Linked DNA regions of Gossypium hirsutum: region 1 is linked to region 2. A link is a contact called in public Hi-C data. All regions are on one chromosome and are shown on one strand. The core of a region is the stretch at or near the end of the contact, and the rest is flanking DNA. Distances in the headings are between cores, read along the strand shown. Region 1 holds the start of LOC107897225. Region 2 has its middle 5.7 kb from the start of LOC107897221.

The links. Hi-C and Micro-C count contacts between places; a contact is called where the count stands out from the background.
Region 1: a Hi-C map of leaf shows a contact between it and region 2, with 2.9 times the contacts expected there. The contact joins the promoter of LOC107897225 here to the enhancer-like site in region 2. A contact is called at or near these places in 8 of 34 Hi-C or Micro-C datasets (leaf and seedling).

What each region holds. Positions count from the first base shown.
Region 1 is chrA10:12,503,642-12,508,853 of Gossypium_hirsutum_v2.1, reverse strand. It overlaps LOC107897225, which reads right to left and starts at 3,051. Exons shown (of 2, transcript XM_016822599.2): 1 at 2,848-3,051; 2 at 1-2,745. The coding sequence starts at 2,551.
Region 2 is chrA10:12,440,363-12,445,475 of Gossypium_hirsutum_v2.1, reverse strand. No RefSeq gene overlaps it. Among protein-coding and RNA genes, the nearest start is that of LOC107897221, 5.7 kb to the right of the region's middle. Within about 2 kb of position 3,400, at least 3 of the 9 cell types and tissues checked have an H3K27ac peak or open chromatin away from gene starts, as enhancers often do. A contact at or near this core is called in leaf, where this site is marked.

The DNA.
Region 1 (5,212 bases), core at 1,802-4,301, 64 kb before region 2:
GTGATTCGAGTGGGGATCGTGAAAGTAATCTGATCCGAGATTTCCACACCTTCTGGCAGAGCCTTAGAGTCAAAAGGAACATCACCAGCTCAAGAAGCTTCACCGTGTAATCAATCAAATTCAACCACTGACTCTTCTCAAGGTCATAAGATTGCATTTCATAAGAATCAGAAGCCTCTCTTTTGAAGAGAGCTTTGGCACCAGTAATAAGAGGAAGACAATGCCCAAGGGCTTGGACACCCAGCATAACAAAGGAAATAAAAGGAGAGGAATCAACATCCTGATTGAGGTAAAACAGCTGACTAGAAATGCAAGCAACTGCAAATGAAAGAGTCAAAACACAGAGGATTCCCTCAATACCCCGCCTAGAGAGAATATCTTCCCTCTGCTTCCTGTACATAATTGGAAGAGTCTGAAGCTTAATCATTCCAAAATATAGTGGGTCATCTTCAGGTCTCTGACTAGATATGGAGATTCTTGCAGTTGGGTTGAACAACCACCGTGCAGTAGTTGGTGGGTAAGACACTATGACTTCGATCAAGCAATCCAACCCTGATTCTAGATCAATGGTCTGAGATAAGATCTTCCATGAAGCTCGAACATCCCTGCAGCCAACAAGATACATCCTTCCAAAATGCGGATCATAAAGACCCTCCAGAAAAAGAACAGAAAAATTGCTATAATCTTTTCCAATAATGGTTAGTTGAGCTGATACATTCAAAAGGAGCTGCTTTTCTGTGTACTCAGCTTTACTGCGGTAAGGTGTCTCTCCTGCAGTTGTTTCATTTCTTGAATACCAATAGCGCCCGAACAAAGGACCAATTGAGAAAATATCCATCTGAATATCAACTCTCAGAGGATGAGAATTTGAAAAAGGATCAGGAGCTGCAGAAATTTGAAGGGTCAGATCTTCTGCAAGAAAAGAAAGACTGGATAAAAAGTCATCAGTGTCGTCTAGTTTAGGAAATTGCAGCAAGGATTTCTTGACTAGAGCTCCAAAACTGAAGGGCTCATTTTTTTCTAGGATTGCACCAGCTGATTGGATTTTTGAGTAACTATAATAAGGATGTGACACTCTGAAATAATTCCACAGCTCTGAGGGCCTCAGTAACCTTTCAAATGATAAAGGGTAGTATAGCTTATTACTTCTATCAATACTCGAAATACTCCCAAAAATAATGCTTCGTTGCTTTAAGGAGAACGACAGAGGAACATACAAACATATACGAGAGTTACAGCTACTCCCTTCTGCATCTACTATGCCTAGACAACCAACCATGCAAAGCTGCCCGCTGGAAGAATTCCAGATTCCTTCAGCAGCTAGAGTCATGTTGCTAAGCCCAGACCTCCATTGCACTCTATACCGATCCTCCAATGCAGGAGTGGCCCGAAAAACTGCAGCAACTCTTGCCACACTATCATTTTGATGCCCACTAGTTGGCTTGCACCTGACATCCTGCATGTAAAGCATGACATCCTTGAAGCTCCCATTTGTGGCTTTAATCTCTTGATCTGATACAAAAGGACCCAGCTTACTACAGTAGTCATCTGCGCCATCGCATTTCCAGTTTGGCACAACAGTGAAAGGTCCACTATTAGTAACTTTCTCAAGAATTGCACAGAAACTACCTCCTTTGTAAACATTGATGCCAGAACTCATCAAGTTATCTCGATATGGATAAGGATCACATGCCTTGGATACAATCTTCTCAGACCCAAATTCATATTTTGTCGACTTGAGCATCTGTCCCAAAATGTGAACCTCATCAAAGTACTTAGCATTTGACTTTGGATTTAAACTTTTCAACTCCCCTCGTATCACCTTATTTGTCAAAGTATGTGTCAAGGGGTAGCGAAGAACAAGCAATATTTGATCATCTTGCAAAAGGGGTACCTGGTTGTTGTTTTGATCAGAGTCCTTCACCCATTCCCATGGATTGCTTGAGTCAGACTCCCGAGATGGCAACATTGCATCCCCTAACAAACAAATCACTCTTTCTCCACCATTCCGTTTGTTTTCCATATAAATCCCTTCGAATGAAATTGCAAGCTGAGTATGAGCAGGCCATATCTGAAATCGAGGACTACCCTTGTATGGCCTCTCCGCAAATGAAGTATCCAATGTTATGCCCAACATCAAAATGCCACTGACACTTACATACTTCTTAGTCCGATGTTTGTGATCGACATTTGTGATCCAGAAAGAAGATATATTAGAGGGAGGCTGTGACAAATTCTTAGGGATATCTCTATCATCAAATGGCATAATAGGAGCATCACCAACATCCTGCCACCAATCCCCATACCCGAAATTGAGCTCCTCTTTTATATCAGCTATCCTATTATCTTCAGCTTTGAATTCAGAAGCTGATGATAGAATTGGTTTACAATGTTTCTTTACCTCACCGATTCTTTCATAATTGTGTTCCACTTCCATAGAAGATTCTTTTTTAAACTCAAACTCCACTTCTGGAACATAATTTGTCAACCCTAAGATAAACATCTCGCACATTATACAAACAACAACAACAGTCACATATACACTCCTCATGGTTCCAAAAATTTTCAATAATCAATCTCTTTTCTCAGCTACCCACTTCCTAGAAACCATTAAAAATCAAAACCCAATTTCTCAAAGAACAAAACGAAGTTTACAAATACAGCAGTTTTGCGAAGTTTACAAATACAGCAGTTTTGCTACGTCCGCATCAAAACTGAAGTTGTAGTCACTACATAAGCGTTGATCTACAGCAAGAGCATCGGATTCAAGCTTATAGCTTGGTGGGTGGTTTTGCAAATTCAATGAACAAAATTTAGTAGAATAAAAAGAAAAGAAAAAAAACAAACCTGAAATTTTGGTAGTAACAGTTAAAGCTGTTGCAAAGATTTCTGGGAAATTCAGTTGGTGAAACTTTGGATCTAAGAGAATGCTTAAAATGAAAGACTTGGAAAGTAGTTGTAGCGTAAGAGGTCAACTTCTATTTCTGTTTGTTTGTCTTTTTTTCTTTTTTTGCCTTCCATATTCATACTTCATACCCTATGTTGAATCATAAATGATATATATTTTAAATGCTTATATCTCACCAAAAAAATTAATTAATTTTCTCTATCAAATTTCAACCATCTATCATTAATTAATTTTTCTCATTGATTATGTTAAAATAAATTTCTAGATCAGTAAGATGGTATCACTAGCTACTTTTTTTTTTGTTTAACCTAATATTTTTATCATAAAAATTATTAAAAATCACAAAAATTATTAAAATATATAAAAAGTAATCAAAAAATTATAAAAAAATTTAATATATATAAATTTATATAAACTTATAAATATTAAATAATAAAATGTATTTAAAATTTTATAAAAACATATTAAAATTCTATAAAAATATTAAAAATTATAAATGTATATATTAAAATTGATATAAACTTATAAAAATTACTAAAAAAACATAAAAACTTGAATTGGATCAGATCGGATCAGTCGGTTGGACTGATCAGACAGAAATTGACAAGGATATCAACCGTTAGACCGGTTCAACTTCTCAATTCCCAAGTCAACCGGTCTAATGGCTTTCCCCAAACCGGTACCCTTGTCGATTTTGGGCTAACCGATCTAGTTCAAGTTTTTAATATATTTTTATAATTTTTTACAATTTTTATTATTTTTAAAGAATTCTAATAAATTTTTTATTTTAAATAAATTTTATTAATTTTATATTTTTATAATATTTATAAGTTTTTATATGTTTATAGTTTTAATAAGTTTATATCAATTTTAATATTTTTAATAATGTTTCCTGAATTTTTATAACTTTTTGTTTTTTTTATAATTTTTATGAGAAAAATATTAGATTAAACCAAAAGCTATCATGTGTCACCATGTGATTTGTCCGTCAATTTATTTTAACAGTCAACATGATCATGGTGAAAATCATTAACAATAGGACTTAATTGATTATTTTAATCAACAACAGGGGGTTTAATTAGGTACAAATTTGATACAAGAGTTTAATTGATTTTTTTTTACATTTTTAAGAACTTTATGACAAATAAGCCTATTTTTTAATAAAATTATAAAATTAAATAAATTTATAAATATATATCAATTATCAAATTTAACTCTTTTTTTCTCATTGGGTTTTGAAAGTGGACAACAAATTTTAAAAACCCAATAACAAGAAAATTGAGCCCAAATTCAATCCCAAGCACCCTTTATCTCCAGCGTTAAATAATAAAGCTTAAATAGTAAAAAAGGCCTTCTAATATAATTAAAAAATAATCAAGCCTATGATTGAAAGCTACAATCAATTGAGTTATTGGTCAAAAGTTAGCAATTAATTGATCTCTTAAAATATAATTTTCTGATGAAGCTTTAGGTTGCTAAGTGATGATATGGCAGTTAACATAGAAAAAATAATGATGTAACGATTGACTTACCGTATGACAAGAAAAAAAGTTGACATGAAGAACTTAAAAGATATTTTAATAATTTTACTAGGGGTTAATTGATTCTTAAAGGAGCAACTCTTCATCAACAACAAGCTTCTGACAGGTTCCAATATCATTTTCAATGAAGCCTCTTAAGGCTTTAGTGCCTTATTGGGCGTAGGCTTTCCAAAGGCCCTTTGTCGTTTTTTGGTGAAGCCTCTTAAGGCTCCAGTGCTTGTTCATCAAACCCTCTAAAGGCTCTAGCACCCTATCATGCACCCATGGCCTTTTAAGGCTTCGGCTTGCTAAAAAGCAACTGCTAGCTCCACTAGGCATAGCCTTTAAGATTTCAAGGGAAAATACAAAGCTCATTACATATCTACTTTTATGGAATTTACTCATTCGGGTAAATCCCTTCGTAGAGAGTTCATTATATATCTATTCTTTCAAAATTTAATCATTCAAATGAACCCCTTCATTGAAGAGTTCACTACATATATCTATTCTTACGAAGATCATCATTTACTTATTTTATCTATTTAGGCGAACATCTCAAGAGAGATTTCATTATATATATATACCTCATTTATCTAGGCATACCCTTCTTAGACTCTCATTATATGTCTACATCATTTATTCAAGCGGACCTTTCTCAAGTATGACTTCATTATTTATGTACCCCTTATATATATCTAGTTCAACCATGCAAGACTATAGCTAAAAGGGGAGTTAGTCAGAAAAACATATCTGTGGACCTCCCTCTTGGATCAAATTCAAAAGA
Region 2 (5,113 bases), core at 2,151-4,650:
TATAAAAACCATTTTGTAACAAAAAAAACCAGATTGTTTTTTTATCTAACAAATTATTTTGTCTTTTTTAGTACAATGTGTAAAATATTATCCAACTCTTAGTCACTTTCCCATGATAAATGGTGGGAAAACTGCTTTCACATGTGGATTGGAAAGTTAAAAAAAATCAAGACAAAATTAATCCTATTTTATATTAGTTTAGGTTATTAATTTATTAATAGACATAAAAAAAAAGCTATTACCTCTCTCCGCTTTCCTACTACTTGATTTTCTCTATTTCTTATTAGATTTTTTGCAAATAGTTTTTTTCCTAATTTTTTTTCGAGCTACAAATTTGATATAATACTTATATTTGTATGAAGTACTTTTTTTTATTATAGAATATGGGTAGAATTGTTCCATTTAAGTTGTATAGGAATTGTGGGTTCGACCGCCTATAATTTTACATTTCTATAATTTAATTATTTGTAGTTTTGCTAAAAGCAATGTGTAGAATCAATTATTTATTTATTAGCTAAAACAAAATGTAATTTCAAGTTTTTGTTTTTAATTTCCCAAATAAGTTTTATATATCCACAATTTTATATATGCATTAATATATTTAGAAAATATAGGCAAGAAAAAATTAAAATAAATTTTCTTTTAATTAAAATTTTCAATTAAAAAATAATTTAAAATAATCAATTAAATTTTATTATTAAAATATTTAATTCAAATATTTGTTAAGAATAAAGTTTATTATAAAAATTAAATAAAAGGATATTATCTTTTATTTAATAAAGGTAAATTTATAAATTATCATTATATCATTAGGAAAGTACTTAGTGAATCAAATATGATAATGTAATTTTTTCGAGATTTCAATCAATACCTTATTATATATACCAAAAGTTGTAAAATAATTTTTCCGACAATCATATTTTAAAGGATTGCATTCTATTGTAATCATACTATGAAAAATTACCAAACGTTACTTAATATCATTTTTATGTTAGATTTATTTTACTTTTTAAACATGTTAATTCTACATTTTACTTTTGTATATGAGACTCAAACTCAATACATTTCTTTTATATTAAAGCCAACGGTTTATCCAATTGGGACTTGCACTTGTAACATTTAACGGCAGAAATTGAAGCTAAAACATTTGAATTCAAAAAAGCAACTCTAAGGGCCCCCTAAGTACCAGCCAAACCATACCCAACTTCCACGCTAATAAAATCAAAGGGATGGAAATGGAGGCTACAAGTTGATATGAAGGGTCCCTCCCTCCCAACCAGAAAGCCATTCTGGAACCACCGACTGAGGCTGACAGTCCATATTACAAAAATTTCCAGTGCAAACCAGCGATGCTGCTCCATCCACGTTGCTAAAAAGTGGCAGATTGGCAATGACAACGACGGCTACGGCATTTGGCAAATATCATGGGGGCCTTGATATTTTAAACCGCGATGCCCAATTCACTCACCTCTAAAACACCGCAAACGTCACTCCGGCTGTTTTACTAATTTTGTTGCACTCTCCATCCAACCAATCAATCTTCCCGTCTCTCATCATTAAAAAGGGCATTTGGCCTACCTCTCTGCGCCTGTGCTTTTTGGCTCTTTACACCTTTAAGATTTTGTCATCCCACTTTCATGGACCCCCTCTCCTTCTTTTTCTTTCTTGTGGGATATTTATTCTCATTTTCTCTGCACCTTGGAAGATGGCTTGTTTCAGACACAAGTCTTTTAATTGATATTTTCACCAAGGGTTCTTTTAGGTATGGTCTCCAATATAACATGTAGCACAAAGAAACATTTCTCTTTCGTCCTAATCCATTTCATTTAGGTTGACAAAATCAAAGATGGTGTAGTAAATATCTTAATATTTTATTTTTTTATTCATATCAATTTTAAATTTACAATTTTTATCCTCTACTATTATTAAAAATATACTTCACTTAATATCCACAAACATTTTAAAGGGAAGGATAAAAGAACTCAAAACAGTAAAATTTATGGAAAATGTTCAATACACTTTAAATAAAAATTTTAAACTTCACAAGTAATATCAAAAAATTGATAAATACCTTGTATGAGTATAATAAAATATTTAAAAAACGCATATTAATTTTTTAAGGTAACTTAAAATTATTAGGAGTTAAGGATTGGTTATTTTACCTCGAAAACTAGTTTTAAAATTTTGTCCAAACTCGACCCAGATAAAAAATGCTAAACCTGAGCTTGGCCCGCTTGTATTAATTTTTTTTATAAACAAGTTTAAAAAATATAATACATCAAATACACTAAAAATATTAACCAATAAACTGAAAATACATTTAAAAAAGTTTTATACTTAAATAACATTAATATAGTTGTAACTTAACAAACAAATGTCTTTAAAATAGTAACAAAATCAATAATAAAATAAGAGTTATACAGTATCTAAACGATAATAACAAAATAGTAACAATATAATAGCAAATGATAACAAAACAACATCAAAATGATAGTAAAAAACAGTAAAAAAAATTAGGCAAATTCGAGCCAAGTAGGGTCAGGGCCAAAAAATCTTACCTGAAGTTCGGTCTGTTTGAAAAATGAGTCCTTTTTTGTCCAAACCCATTTTTTAAACTTATATTTTTACTTAAACCCTCACACTTTCCGAATAAATCTTTGAGTTTTAATAAGTGGCCCGACAAATGAAGTTTATTATGCCAAGCCTACTGGTAAGGATATTTGTAATTAAAGGCTCAAGTTACTATTTGACATTAAAAAAGTAGCTTTTATTTAAATTAATTATAAAAATGTATTAATAAAAGTATAATTTTTAAAATAAAATAACGGTTTATAGATAATAATTTGGGCTTAATTTCGGGCCCAAACCAAATTTGAGGAAAATAAATTGTCAACCGTCCCCCCCTCGAAGAAAAAAAAAACATCATTACAAACTTACTGTTCTTTTTCCTCTTCATCAAACTTTGTGGCTTCAAATAATAAGTTGGTATCTCTTTGTCCTTTTTATTTTAGCATGGTAGTGGTTCCTATTGTTCTTTTTAGCAAGCAGGCTGAATATCTTAGGTTGGGTTCATAGTTCAAAGTCAAAGCAGAGGAAAAGTATCCATATATTAGCCACAATCATTTTTTGAACATTCAGAATTTAGAAACTTATTGGTCACATTATTCTAATTTCTAACCCAAATGGACCACCTTTCTTGAATATATATATATACATTGAAGCCCAACCCTTGATGAGAAATTTAGCCCAATTTCTACTATTATACTTATTTATGCTGATTGAATTCGAATATAACATCATCACTTTTAGATATTTGAACTTATGAGTGATTTAAACAATGTTGGGTAATAATAACTTCAACCTCAACAAGAAGCATCAAATTAGTACGTTCAACTACTTTGTACCAAACCCAGCCCATTAGACTACTCTTTCCCCTAGTGTACAACAAAAAGCCTCACTTTGCTAGACGCCTACAACCACATTTTTTTGAATGCATAGTAGATTTGGTGATAACAGATAAGAAACGGTCACATAATATACAAATACAATATAAAGGAGAAGAAATTTAAATATAGCACAAATACGACACAATAATACAAATATGATATGAATATATCAAAATTTATATAAATATAATATGGTACGATGAATAATAATATGTGAAAGATGAGGGTAGAGAAATACATGTATTAGAACTTCAACATTATACAATTATTAACCTTTTTATGAATGATGATACATTATTTTCTAAGGTTTCTTCTCAAATTTACACATTGAAATACTAACATTACATTTACATTCTAAATCCACGCCACCAAGCAACACATACCTCTCAACAACCCCATTCCCAAGGACAAAACGTTTCCATTATTTATGCTTTTTCACAAACTTTGCATCACTTCAAATCAACCCCATTAGGAGGGGGAATGGAAACCCTAGAGTGCAAGGTTTTGCTTTTGATGGTGCAAAATGTGTTGGAATTTTCTTTCTAATGGGACTATAAAAATGGGTGAAAACCACGCAACAAAAGAAGATCTTCATAAAGGACAATATAATAAAACAAAATCTTAACCACTGTTCATAGTCAAGCTTTATTCCTTTGTCAAGAAGCACATATGTCCCATTGAAATTAGAAAATAGATTTCAATATTGATACATAAAGTAAAATTAAACATTAATAATGATAATATAAAACGATAGTAAAGTAATAAGAAAGAAAAATAAAACACAAAGAAATTATATAGAAATTCTTTTAGGAAAAAATTACGGGCAGGGGAGAAGAAAACTGACTAGTGTTGAAAAATCGAATGATATAAGAAGAGTTCCAACTACATCTATTTAAAGACTGAAAAACCTTATTTTAATCAAAGTCAAATAAAAGAAGCGTAGTACTATACAAATTCTACTTATGCAACATATAGCGTAGTTCTACATCTATATACTTCGGCCATCGGCCTTAAGCCCACCACAGATCCCCTAACTTTACCATTATATTATTTCTTTAGCAAGAATTCGGATCACACAACTCTAACATATATTGATAATTTCTTCTTATTCTCAATAAGAGATATTTCATTTTTTTTTTCAAAGATTTTCATTTTTCAACCCCCTCTTTTTTATGCTATGATTTTTTATTGAGTTTTTCATAATTTTTAGTACTTTTTCATTTTTCAAATGCACCGTTTTGTCATTTTATAAAATAAAAGGGACCTATAACTTAACTAAATAAAACATTGATTGATGGTGGGTATTAATATTTATATAATTTCTTTTAGTCCATCTAAAATTTTAAATATAACGGCTATCTTATGTAAATATAAAAGAATTTAATGACATTTAACAAAATAGTTTTTAATGAAGTAATGATTTAAGGTTAGGTATATATGAATGGGAGAATTTTTATCAATCACCAAAATAAGAGATTCTCGTGTCAAATTAGAATATAAAAGCCTGTGTTTGTGGGTCATACGACCATGGCAACTAGGAATATGATTCATTCATTGCAAGAATGATAGTCCATGCTGTAGAAAGTTAGACATTGTTTTGGTACTTAATTCATAATTATTTAGTTTCCAAAGAGTGCAGTAGATATGTTCTCTGTGCGATGCTTGTC